Linked DNA regions of Mus musculus: region 1 is linked to region 2. Evidence: chromatin contacts called from public Hi-C data. All regions are on one chromosome and are shown on one strand. Each heading gives the region's core, a stretch centred on a gene start, on an enhancer-like site or on the middle of the called end of the contact. The rest is flanking DNA. Distances are from core to core; before and after follow the strand shown.

What was found. A called contact is a pair of places that touch in the nucleus more often than the background predicts.
Region 1: a Hi-C map of liver shows a contact between it and region 2, with 1.9 times the contacts expected there. The contact joins the promoter of Pgrmc1 here to the enhancer-like site in region 2. A contact is called at or near these places in 12 of 484 Hi-C or Micro-C datasets (B cells, the G1E-ER4 cell line, beige adipocytes and 6 more), 6 of 115 datasets of contacts at active chromatin or transcription factors (CD8 T cells, the SCID.adh cell line, embryonic fibroblasts and 1 more) and 2 of 9 other capture datasets (adipose tissue and liver).

What each region holds. Positions count from the first base shown.
Region 1 is chrX:36,595,448-36,601,211 of GRCm38.p6, forward strand. Pgrmc1 (progesterone receptor membrane component 1) reads left to right here and starts at 2,746. Exons shown (of 3, transcript NM_016783.4): 1 at 2,746-3,167. The coding sequence starts at 2,840.
Region 2 is chrX:36,558,062-36,564,148 of GRCm38.p6, forward strand. No RefSeq gene overlaps it. Among named protein-coding and RNA genes, the nearest start is that of Pgrmc1, 37 kb to the right of the region's middle. Within about 2 kb of position 3,865, at least 5 of the 459 cell types and tissues checked have an H3K27ac peak or open chromatin away from gene starts, as enhancers often do. A contact at or near this core is called in liver, where this site is marked.

The sequences.
Region 1 (5,764 bases), core at 1,496-3,995, 36 kb after region 2:
TGATTAAATGTCCCACAGTTAGATCTCATGGAGGCACTTCCCCAAATGAAGATCCTTTCTCTATGATAACTCCAGCCTGTGTCAAGTTGACATACAAAACCTGCCAGTATACCATCGAATTCACACTGTATATAGTTTTTCATGCTATTTTCTCCCTGTATACGGAAACATAAATATTTTCCCATGATGTGATGATATTTGAATAATCCAACTATGATTTATCACAATATACAGTGAATTAATTAGCCACTTTATTTGAACTTGAACATTTGGGTTGTGTCCAGAGTTTCCATATCAAAAATGAATGTTTGATGAACATATTCCTAATGGAATCTTGGTCTTCATTCTAAGCAAGATGGATTCCTAGAAGTGGATTACTGGGACAAAAATTCTATTTCTAGAAGCGGGTTTCATGAAAACACTTATGGCTAACAAAAACTTATGCTGATGTTGATGTATGGGAACATCCTCCTCACTTTTCTACCAGCATGTTATTCGTTTCTGCTCTTTATACCCATCCTATACAAAGGTGGCAGATGACAATGGTATTTCCATGTATTTCTTAATTACTAACAAAACTGAACATTTTATATGCTTTTATTCACCACTGATATTTCCTCATTTTTCTCCATTATGACTAGAGGATTTCACTTGTGATTTTCTTTTCTTTCTTTTTTTGTTTCTTTCTTCTTTGCCACATGGTCTGTGAGTGTGGTATGTATTTGAGTATGCATGTGTGTGTATGGGGGGGTGTGCTTGTGTGGATGGCAGAGGTTGAAGTATAGTGTATCCCTTAATCACCCCCCCTTAGATAGCAGGGCAAAAGATAGTCTGTTAACCTGTTGCCCACTCCCCAGCTCTGCATTAAAGGCTAGCTGCCAAACCCTCATAGCTTTTATATGAGTGCTGGGGATGGTGAAGCTGGTCTTCCACTTGCATGCCAGTGTGTTTTGCCCACTAGGCCATTTCCTCAGCCTCTTAACGATCTTCCTATCAGTTAACATGAACACTGAAAGATAGATTCTTTTTTTTTTTTTTTTTTTTTAAATATTTATTTATTTATTATATGTAAGTACACTGTAGCTGTCTTCAGACACACCAGAAGAGGGCATCAGATTTCATTACAGATGGTTATGAGCCACCATGTGGTTGCTGGGATTTGAACTCATGACCTTTGGAAGAGCAGTCGGCACTCTTAACCGCTGAGCCATCTCACCAGCCCCCTTTTTTTTTTTTTTTTTTTGGCCATATTAGTTTCAAATGAAAACATTTTTCACAAGTTTGTTATTTTTTAAGAAATATCTTTGCTGCTCACAGTACTCTGTGAAAGGGATAACTGGATTCTAACCGGAGCTGAGTGCTCTCAGTTTGAGCTTGTTTCATGATGATTAAGTTGAAGAGTTTTGACAAAAGATCTGGAGGGGCCGGTTTAGCTAATCCTAAATTTAGCTCTGGGGGAAAAAATGTGTGGGCTGGATATAAAGAGTGTTTGACTCATTACACTTTAAGAAGATGGGGGGGGGCAGGGATTACAGCAGTGTTTGCCAAAAGTTTTCAGAATTTAGCCAATTCTCTGCACAAATCTCTTGCATGTAAGTGGTGTACAAACAGGATTGTATGGAAAAGTCGTGCCCTGCTCTGCAGATGTGTGCATGGCTTGGTTTTAATTATTCTCCTTTTTCTTATGTTACCGTTTCCCAATTACAATTTAAGGGGGGGGGCAGCCAGATTAGGTCTCTGAAAAATAGGCACAATCCTTGTTCCATAGAGGCCTGCTCCCGTGCAGCCTGTTTGCACACCAGAAGCCTGGGAATCTAAAAAGATAAAATCTAGGATCCTTCCAAACTCCAGCGTTTATCAGGGGCTGTGCTCAGGGTTACAGTGACTGCCAAGGGTAGTTTCCACAGACTTCAAATAGAAGAATGCTGTCAAGCAACGGAACTTTGAACATTATTCTGGTATTTCTATAGAAAAAAAAGGCTCAACAACAGAATGTCAGTTGTTGATTACTGGTGCCTTGTGACTAAGCATAATTGATGATTTCAAAAAGAAAAAAAAAAACTTTAAGAACAAACGCAAAATCTGGCGATCTGAGCTCCAGATTTTATAGAATTGACAGGCCTGTTACCTGACTGGCTGTCCTTTGGGTGTTAGTCCCACAGCTTTTGGGCAAGAATTGGAGGCGAACCATCCCAAAATGGATGTTCGAATAGTCTAGGACTGTAAGGTGAAAAGGAGTTGAAGGCATGATATTAGAGTATCCCAAAACAGCTACCTGGCTCTAAGGGTATGGCCCAGGGGAGAGAGTATAAGGGGCTTTAAAATAGAAGCGAAGCAAGAGAAATGCGACCTCATTTTAACTGACGTCATTTGCCGCGAGGAGCGGGCCCTAAAGTCAAGGCTTCCCCACAGGGTCAGCGGGAAGCTACCCACTGTACCCAAGAGACTGAGCTGTGTGTCTGCGAGCTGCACTATGATCTGAGGGTGCCCGGAAACCGGGGCAGAGGCCCAGCAGGTAGAACAGAGAGGTGGGCTGGGCTCGGTGGCCCTGGTTGACGGAGCGGTTGAGGGAGAAAGACCAAGACCCCCGAGGCTACATAGGGGGCCCGAAGCAGAGGCCGAACCAGGCCCAGCTTGCCCGAGCCAGCCCGAGCAGGGCGGGGCGCTTAGGTGGCCGCGAAGGGCGGGGGCTTATAGGCTCCGCCCCCGGAGCCCCGCCCCTCCCGAGCTTTTCTTCCTCTGTCAAAGAACGCTGCGCGCCACTGTTCGCTGGGAGGGCGGAGGAAGCGGACTGTTCCGGAGCTCTGCCTAGCCGGGCCCAACCTTTGCTCCAGAGATCATGGCTGCCGAGGATGTGGTGGCGACTGGCGCCGACCCGAGCGAGCTAGAGGGCGGCGGGCTGCTGCACGAGATTTTCACGTCTCCTCTCAACCTGCTCCTCCTGGGCCTCTGCATCTTCCTGCTCTACAAGATCGTTCGCGGGGACCAGCCCGGTGCCAGTGGCGACAACGACGACGACGAACCACCCCCGCTGCCCCGCCTCAAGCGGCGCGACTTCACCCCTGCCGAGCTGAGGCGTTTCGATGGCGTCCAGGACCCGCGCATTCTCATGGCCATCAACGGCAAGGTGTTCGACGTGACCAAAGGCCGCAAGTTCTACGGGCCTGGTACGGAGGCAGGGCCAGGGGGTCGTGGAGACAAAAGAGGGGACCCTGGCGTGGAAGCGGGGCGGGAGAGAGGCCGGGGGAGGTGGGGCGCCCCCGTGGGAGGGTCGGAGGGAAGGCGGGCAGCAATGGGAGCGGGCCGGGGGCACGAGGCTCTGGGTGGGTGGGGGTGCGTACGGGGGGATGGGATGCCCGAATGAGGCTGAGCCTTGGAAACCGCGGGTGGGAGGGACAGCGAGGTCCGAAGCCCCGGGATATTAGGGAACTTTTCGAAGGTAGTGGGCTTTGGGGCGGGGGTCCTGAAAAGAGGGGGAGACTTCGGATTTGAGGGGAAAAAATGAAGGTGTCTCCAGAGAGGCCCAGACACTTGAGAAGACGTGGAGGCCGATGACGCCGGAGGAGCCATGGTGGAATGTAAGGGTGTGTAAAGAGAGAAAGTGGAGAAGGGGATTAGTGTCAGGTAAAGCAGCATTGTTCCTGGCGGAGAATGTGTGTGTGTGTGTGTGTGTGTGTGTGTGTGTGTGTACACTGTGTGCATGCGCAGTGAATGTGTGTTTGGTGTACACCGTTTGTCTGGGGGGTGGCGCTTGGAATGTGACATGTGTTAGGTATGTCTTTGGTATGTGTATGTGCGTGCAGAGTGGGGTGGACTCAGGCTGGATGATGAATAAGCGACCAAGCTTGGTTGGATGCATTAAGAGCAGTGTGTGGTGGACTATGGTAACATGGTGAGATGGTCAGAAACACCATATTTAGTGTATGATAGAGTGGGGAGACTGGGAGGTGGAAAAAATAAAATGAAATGAAACGGGGGTGGGAGGGAGGAGTGGAAGGGTCCTGAGAAACAATAGGGTAAGGCTGTGAAGCCCGATGGGTGGGGGGATTTCAGGAAAAGCCAACCAAGGGGAAAACAAGAGATGGACAACTCCCCAGAAATGAGGCTTTTCCAAACTGGATTGCCTATCACAATCACCTGATGCTTATGAAAAATACAGATTCTTGGCCTGACCATCCATAGCCACACTTAGATCTCTGGGGCAGGGGAGAGGGCTAAAAAGATCTACATTTTACTCCTCTGCTGTAGGGAAATGGGGAATCAGCCAGATTTAGAAAGCCCTGCTTTCTAGAACATTTAGAGAGGAAGAAGAGGCTTTAGCTCTCCCAATATGGATTCCTCTAAGCACCAGGAACTCGGGGCTGGGGGGTGGGTATGTTCACATGCTCATTGGTCTGAGAGGGAAGACTAGCCAGCACTAATCCAAACCAGACATACCCACTCTGTTACGTCTCAGAGTCCAGCCAATCAAAAGCACATGTGCCAAAGGCTTTTTAGTGAACTCTCACTCTTCCTTTCTGCTTTCAGACATTTTAGAAAATTACGTTCTGTAGGCATGTGACTGCAAAATAATAGGAAAACTACATATTGTTTGTCACTGTAGTCACACATTATCCATAAACAATGGTGTAATTACCCATAATTATTAAGCTAAACCATAAGGTAATCAACACAAATGCACGAGGCCTCGTCATCTGGTTGTATTTGCAAAGTCATCACATGGGGATCCTCCGTGCTTTCAGAGAGCACAGCTGGAGTCAAGCTGTCTCCATTCTAACCAGGTAGGTTACAGTTTGCAGAGTCATCCTGCCGGATATCGATGTGTGTACTGGAACAGCTACAACTAGGAGTCAACCTGCACTCTACATTCTAGCCTCGCTGTTGTCCCTGACCAGCTGTGTGATCTGGTGCAACGCCCTATGGTCTCAAGGCCTTAGTTTTCCCTCTGGGAACATAAAAAGACAAGCACGCCCCCAGTGTGAGGAGGCCAAGGAACACTGATAGTATCATAGTGGAAATATTTTCTGTTACAGAGTACTCTTAGAAGTGAAGCCATTTGAGTGTCTAGTACTCTGTACAGCACAGTCGTAGATGCTAGCGAGTAGCAGTGAGTGAAAAACACAAAGCTCTGCTCACCAAGCATCTAGTTAATATGCTTTGTAGTGAACAAAATATACTCTCCAAAGACTATTAATATTTGCCTTAGATCTTGTTTAAGTATGCATTACCAGTCCAGGGACTGTAATTTCTAAAATGGTAAGAGTCCAAACCAAGACTTTGACTTTGTTTCCAAGCACTAGGTGATACTATTTCCATTAGCAGTATATATTTTGTGAAAAGCATATGAATTTTGTTCTTTTTAAACCTTCTCTAGTGGCAGCATGCAATGAGGACTGAAACCAACCCCTATTTTAGAATCTTAGTTGCATTTACAAGATGATCCTAAGGGTTTGAAGTATATCTCAGCACTAGGGTGCTTTCCTAGAATATGCAAAGCCCCAGTCCTACAAAAAATGGATCTTAATATGTTAGAAAGAAAAACAGTTTGGTCGACTAAAGTTTCAGATAACCACACTGTAATGAAATACCAGCCATTCCTAGTTGGTATGACGATTTTAATGTCAGAGTTGCTATCTAGCCTCCTTTTGGGAAAACGAGGCATTGCTTAAAGTACTCCGAATTCCTTTCATTTGTTTGTGCAATATTTAACTCTAAATAACCACTTCAGGTGGATTCAGATTGATCCACTGTCCTCAGACAAAAG
Region 2 (6,087 bases), core at 2,615-5,114:
TAGAGATGTGTGGCGTGGTTCTGTGAGAGTAGCTCCTGGGAAGTTGTGTGGTGATGGAATAGTTGTTTATGTACATTGGTTAGCAGGTACTCATCTAATAAAATGTATACATTAAACCAGTGTCAAATTTCTGGTTCGGCTATTGTTCTGTAGTTATGTAACCTTTAACTATGGGGACAAATGAAGGTACCTGGGAAACTCCATTCTGTTTTTCTGGCTTCTGGTCAATCTATACTTTGTTTATAACTTTTAACTTTTTTTAAAGTATAAAACACAATTCCCAGCAATATAGAAAGCATTCAACCCAGTGTTCCTATAATTAAAACCATATATCTCCCTTCCATCTTTCCACCCTTCCAAAAAAAACTCCAGGGGATTTTTGTGTTTACCTTGTGGACAGGAAAATGAAGGGCCTTGTACTTAGACCAGTGTTTCTCAGCCTTCCTAATGCTAGAGTTCCTTGTGTTGTGGTGACCCCCAACAGTAAAATTATTTCATTGCTACTCCATAACTAAGTTTGCTAGTGCTGTGAATCATAATGTAAATATCTCATGTGCAGGATATTGATCCCTCCAGAGGGGTCACAGCCCACAGTTTGAGAACCACTGACTTAGGGTAACTTGTGACTATAACTTCAGGAAATTATGAGTATTACATAAGAGGACCAGAGGAAGGACAGAGAGGGTAAATGAATACTTGAAGCCTTTTTTTTAGAAAGCAAAATGATAATGAAGAAGTAGCTAACTAAAAGCTAGAATAACAGATGGAATACTCTGAAGTGGCTTTGAAAGACTCAGGACGTCTTTGACAGATTTTGTATTTATTCAGATTAACTGACTCCAAGTTTGCATCATAAATGGCCAAGAAACTTTTACAGTGAAAACCCCTGTTCCGGGCACATGGGTGTTCTCCTAGTAGGGTGTAGCACTCCACCAGTAAGTCCCTTCTGAACAAAATGAACTGTTTAAGGTTAACATGATGTTTATAGAGCAGGTTTCGTTTTAGGGTAAGACCGGGCAGAAGACCCACAGGCTTCCTTCTCATATAATCCTCATTCTATATACAAGCGTAGGCTCTCTCATAATCAGCATCCCCTCCAGTTACCCATTTAAGTTGGTGAATCTCCCCTGACACCTCATTACTACAAAATGTCCGTAGTTCCCACTGGTGATGTACACTGACCATTCTACAATACACACTCACTAACTAGTACCACACAGTGTAGTTCTTCTCCCACATTCTGCCAGTTCATCGCCATCTTGCATTTAGCCCCTGGCAACCACTGATCTCTTTATTGTTGCCACAGTTTTGCCTTTTTAAAAATATTTTTATTACATATTTTCCTCAATTACATTTCCAATGCTATCCCAAAAGTCCCCCATACCCTCCCTCCCACTTCCCTACCCACCCATTCCCTTTTTTTTTTTTTTTTTTTTTTTTTTTTTTTGGCCCTGGCGTTCCCCTGTACTGGGGCATATAAAGTTTGCCTGTCCAATGGGTCTCTCTTTCCAGTGATGGCCGACTAGGCCATCTTTTGATACATATGCAGCTAGAGTCAAGAGCTCCGGGGTACTGGTTACTTCATAATGTTGTTCCACCTATAGGGTTGCAGATCCCTTTAGCTCCTTGGGTGCTTTCTCTAGCTCCTCCATTGGGAGCCCTGTGATCCATCCAATAGCTGACTGTGAGCATCTACTTCTGTGTTTGCTAGGCCCCGGCATAGTCTCACAAGGGACAGCTATATCTGGGTCCTTTCAGCAAAATCTTGCTAGTGTATGCAATGGTGTCAGCGTTTGGAAGCTGATTATGGGGTGGATCCCTGGATATGGCAGTCTCTAGATGGTCCATCCTTTTGTCTCAGCTCCAAACTTTGTCTCTGTAACTCCTTCCATGGGTGTTTTGTTCCCAATTCTAAGGAGGGGCATAGTGTCCACACTTCAGTCTTCATTCTTCTTGAGTTTCATGTGTTTCAGTTTTGCCTTTTACCAGAATGTCAATAGCTAGATCTATAAAGTATTTCGTCTTTTCAAATGTTTTTCCCCCACTAAGTAGTGTCTTCTATGTCTTTCCATGGCTTGACAGCTGTTTCTGGGTGTATTTCTTTTTAACGTGCCAAATATTCCATTTTCTTGATAAACCACTGTTCCTTTGTATATTTGCATTTAGAACACCTTGGTTGCTTTGAGGTTTGAGCAATTATGAATAAAGCTGTGATAAACATTCATACGCACGGTTTTCTGTAGGCACAAGTTTTCAGTTCATTTGAAAAACACTGAACTTGGCAGTTGCTGAGTCATATGTTAACATATTAGTTTTGCAAGAACTTGACAGGCTCTTTCTTATCAAGGCTGAACCACTTTGCATTGCCATCAAGCAGTAGGTGAGGGTTTCTATGGCTCCACATTCTCATTAGAATCTGTTGTCGCCATTATTCTAGATTGTGAACTTTGTTAATTAATTAATTTATTTGCAATTCTGCCAAAGAAACATAGGGTCTCATACATGCTCAGCAAGCACTCTCCCAAGGACCTACTTCGTCCTTATTTTAATTTGCAGTTTCCTAGTGACATCTGATGCCACACTCTTCATCTGTATAGCTTCTCTGAAGGGTGTCTACTAAGATCTTTAGAGCATCTTCTACTGAATTTTCATTGCTTGCTCGACATCTTTTTTAAATTCGTTTTCTATTTTAGTATCATTAATATATATATATATATACATATATATATAAAACAATCAGAAAATTTTTATGGATATTTTCTTTATTTACATTTCAAATGTAATCCCCTTTTCTGGTTTTACCCCCTCCTGGAAGCCCCCTATACCATGCCCCCTCCCCCTGCTTCTGTGAGGGTGTTCCTCCACCCACCCACCCACCCACTCACACCTCCCAGCCCTCGATTCCCCTACACTGGGGCATCTATCAAGCCTTCATAGGACCAAGGACTTCTCCTCCCATTGATGCATGACAAGGCCATCCTCTTCTTGCTCAATATCTTAAGGATTCGTTATACTTCAGATAACAGTGTTTTATCATCTGTAACTCGGAAAATATAGTTTCACTCAGTCTGTGGCTTGTCTTCTCATTCTTTTAGCCTTTTCCAGAAGAGACGGATTTTATTGTAATCAAGTAAAAGTTATCAATCATTTCTTTTCTTTTCCTTTTTTTTTTTTTTTTTTTTAGTTTTTCGAGACAGGGTTTCTATCCCTGGCTGTCCTGGAACCCACTCTGTAGACTAGGCTGGACTCGAATTCAGAAATCCGCCTGCCTCTGCCTCCCAAGTGCTGGGATTAAAGGCGTGTGCCACCACGCCCAGCTCAATCATTTCTTTCATGCAGGCTACCTTTGCTATTGTAGCCAAAAAACCCATTACTATAGCAAAGACGATATTTTTATTTTATGTCTCTTTCTGGGAATTGCATTGTTTTGCATTTTACATTCAAGTCTATGACCAAGCTTGAGTGTTGGGGGTGCATCTGGACATGTTAATTTTGTGAAAGGTTTACAGAGGAAAAAATTAAAGTCCCTTAAGATAACCAAACAAGTTTAATATCTATATGCGGAGAAACCAATACATGAAAGCTAGGCACTGAAGGAAGACTAGTGCTTGTTGTTGATTCTGGGTTATGGAAATTTGAAGAGAGGGGAATGAGAGGAAGGGAGGGAAGGAGGGAGAGTGAGACAGAGAGACAGAGAGACTGTGCCCTCTTTAACAGTCGAACTGTGCCCCAAACCACAGAAATGGCTAAACGTCGCCCTCTTCGGGCTAAGGTGGGGATTGCAGCTTTCTTATCGTTTTGCCAATTAACAGCTCTTAAGGCTAGAAAAACATTCTCTAAATGCCCTGTCAGAACTGGCCCTGGCTGCCAATCAAATCGAAACTAGAGCAAATCCAGAAGTCTGTAAAGCCTCCCCAAGTCCCAGAACCAAAGTCCAGCTTCTGTGCTTTCAATCAGTCTTTTCTCGAGATGACCATAGTTGCTGCTGGTGAGAGGAGCAAAGGAGAGAAAGAAGAAAACCATAGTGGTTCTTTCCTCCACGATTTACTCTTGGTTTCAAATTTGTCACTTGAAATAAATAAGGACACCTTGTTTGGATCTCTGAACGATAGTGACATCTTACTAATTGAAAAAGAAAACCATACATACTGTGCAGTAACAATGGTCTAATGGGTAGTTGTAGTTTCCCTTTGTCCTTATGACAAAAAAAAAAAAAAAAAAAAAAAAAGAGCAAAGTAGAAAATTAACCCTCCGAGTAAAACTGGCAGGGAGGCAGTTTGTTTAGTTTTAAAGTAGCATTGGTTTCCTAATTATGTGCTAATTGCTTTGTCTTATCTGTTCATTAACAAAGGTCAGGGAAACTTCTACTCAGTTATAGCCTGTTAGGTATTTGTGTGAGCTTAGCATTTTACTTGAAAATGACTTATTTTAAAGGTGCTTATAAATCAGATTTACTCTTAGGAGGGTGCATGACTTTCTAGTATTTGAGAAGTGAGGAGCCCAGCTGCCTATTTCATTGCCATCAGGGGTCTCAAATGCTGGCTCCTGGGTTGAACAGAAGTAAGGAAGAGAAGTAACAATCAGAATATAGTTTGGCCAGCAATCTGAGGAAGGAAAATTCAAGGAGACAGTGGAATCTTGAGTGATATCTGGGCTAAGAGGTTTGCAGAGGAACCCTAGAGAGTATGGAAGTAGAGTCTGATTAGGAAATTAAAAATGAAAGTTGTCAAGGCAAAGGCTGGACTGGGCTGAGCTGAGCTAGAATCAGCGAGGTGAGGACCTAGATCACGTAGATGAGGCACCATGGCCTGAGTGCAGCAGAAGGTAACAATTCCACGTTCTTAGCTATTTCCCTAGCTTTAGGAGTGGAACACCAAGTTGATGACGGAATTAAAAAAATATTTTTATTTGTTCTTTGAGAATTCCACACAAAACACACACATGATGTGTTGCCGATGAAACCCATTCTCAGATCTCTCTCACCCAACTCCTCCCAGCTCACCCCAACCATATCTCTCTCCCATCTTTATGTACCCACTTTTTTAAACCTCTGAATTCAATTGGTGCCGCTAGTATGTATATGGGGCCATAAAGATGGCATTGTTTATCTTGAAGGGCAGTGAGTCACACAACACTCCCAGAATATGACCATATAAACTCTGCTGACTTGTGGCACATTACCAATGAGTTTGAACCTATATTTGGAAAGGATTTGGCCCTGTAGTTTTACTGATTTGGTAGTATTTAGGGCTGTCTGTTTGTGCTATCTGGTTAATGTTGGCCTCGTGTGTGAGCTGAAAAGTATGCCCAAACATGTCTTTTTTATGAAGGAAATAGGTAGAACTAGTATTTTCTTCTTTAACTGTTTTCATAGAATTCACCAGTGAAGTTGTTTTGGTCCTGGCTGTTTTATTGTAGAATTTAAATTACCAAATCTATTTCCTAAATAAAAACAATGAGACAAACTTTTTAAAAATAGATAAAATTAAGGAGGCATGAGGAAAAAATTCACTCTCTTAGATTTGATTTACATCTCTCACTGGCTGAAAGTCAAGAATTTTAATACAACCGATGAAACCGTTGCAAAGACAACCTGTAAAACAACTATATATAATTTACTTTTGAGAACTATCTCACGTAAAAATTTGAAAGCAGGTATGTATATATACAAAGGTTTCATTTTTTTAAAAAAATCATTATTCAGGGGTGTGTGCGTGGAGGAACCCTCTAGAAAGCCCCAGAGACTTGGGATGTGAGAGGCTCTCAGGACTCAATGGGAACGATTTTAACGGAAGTACCCAACAGTGGGGAGATGAAACCTGAAAAGACCACCTCCAGTAGATAGACATGGCCCCCAGTGGAGGGATTGGGGCCTCCCACCCATCTCAATTTTTTTTAACCAAGATTTGTTCCTGTCTAAAAGAAATACACGGACAAAAATGGAGCAGAGATCGAAGGGAAAGCAATCCAGTGACCTGCCCAACTTGGGATCCATTCCATGGGTGGGCACCAAACCCTGATGCTATTACTGCTGCTATCGTATGCTTATAGACAGGAGCCTAGCATGGCTGTCCTCTGAGAGGCTCT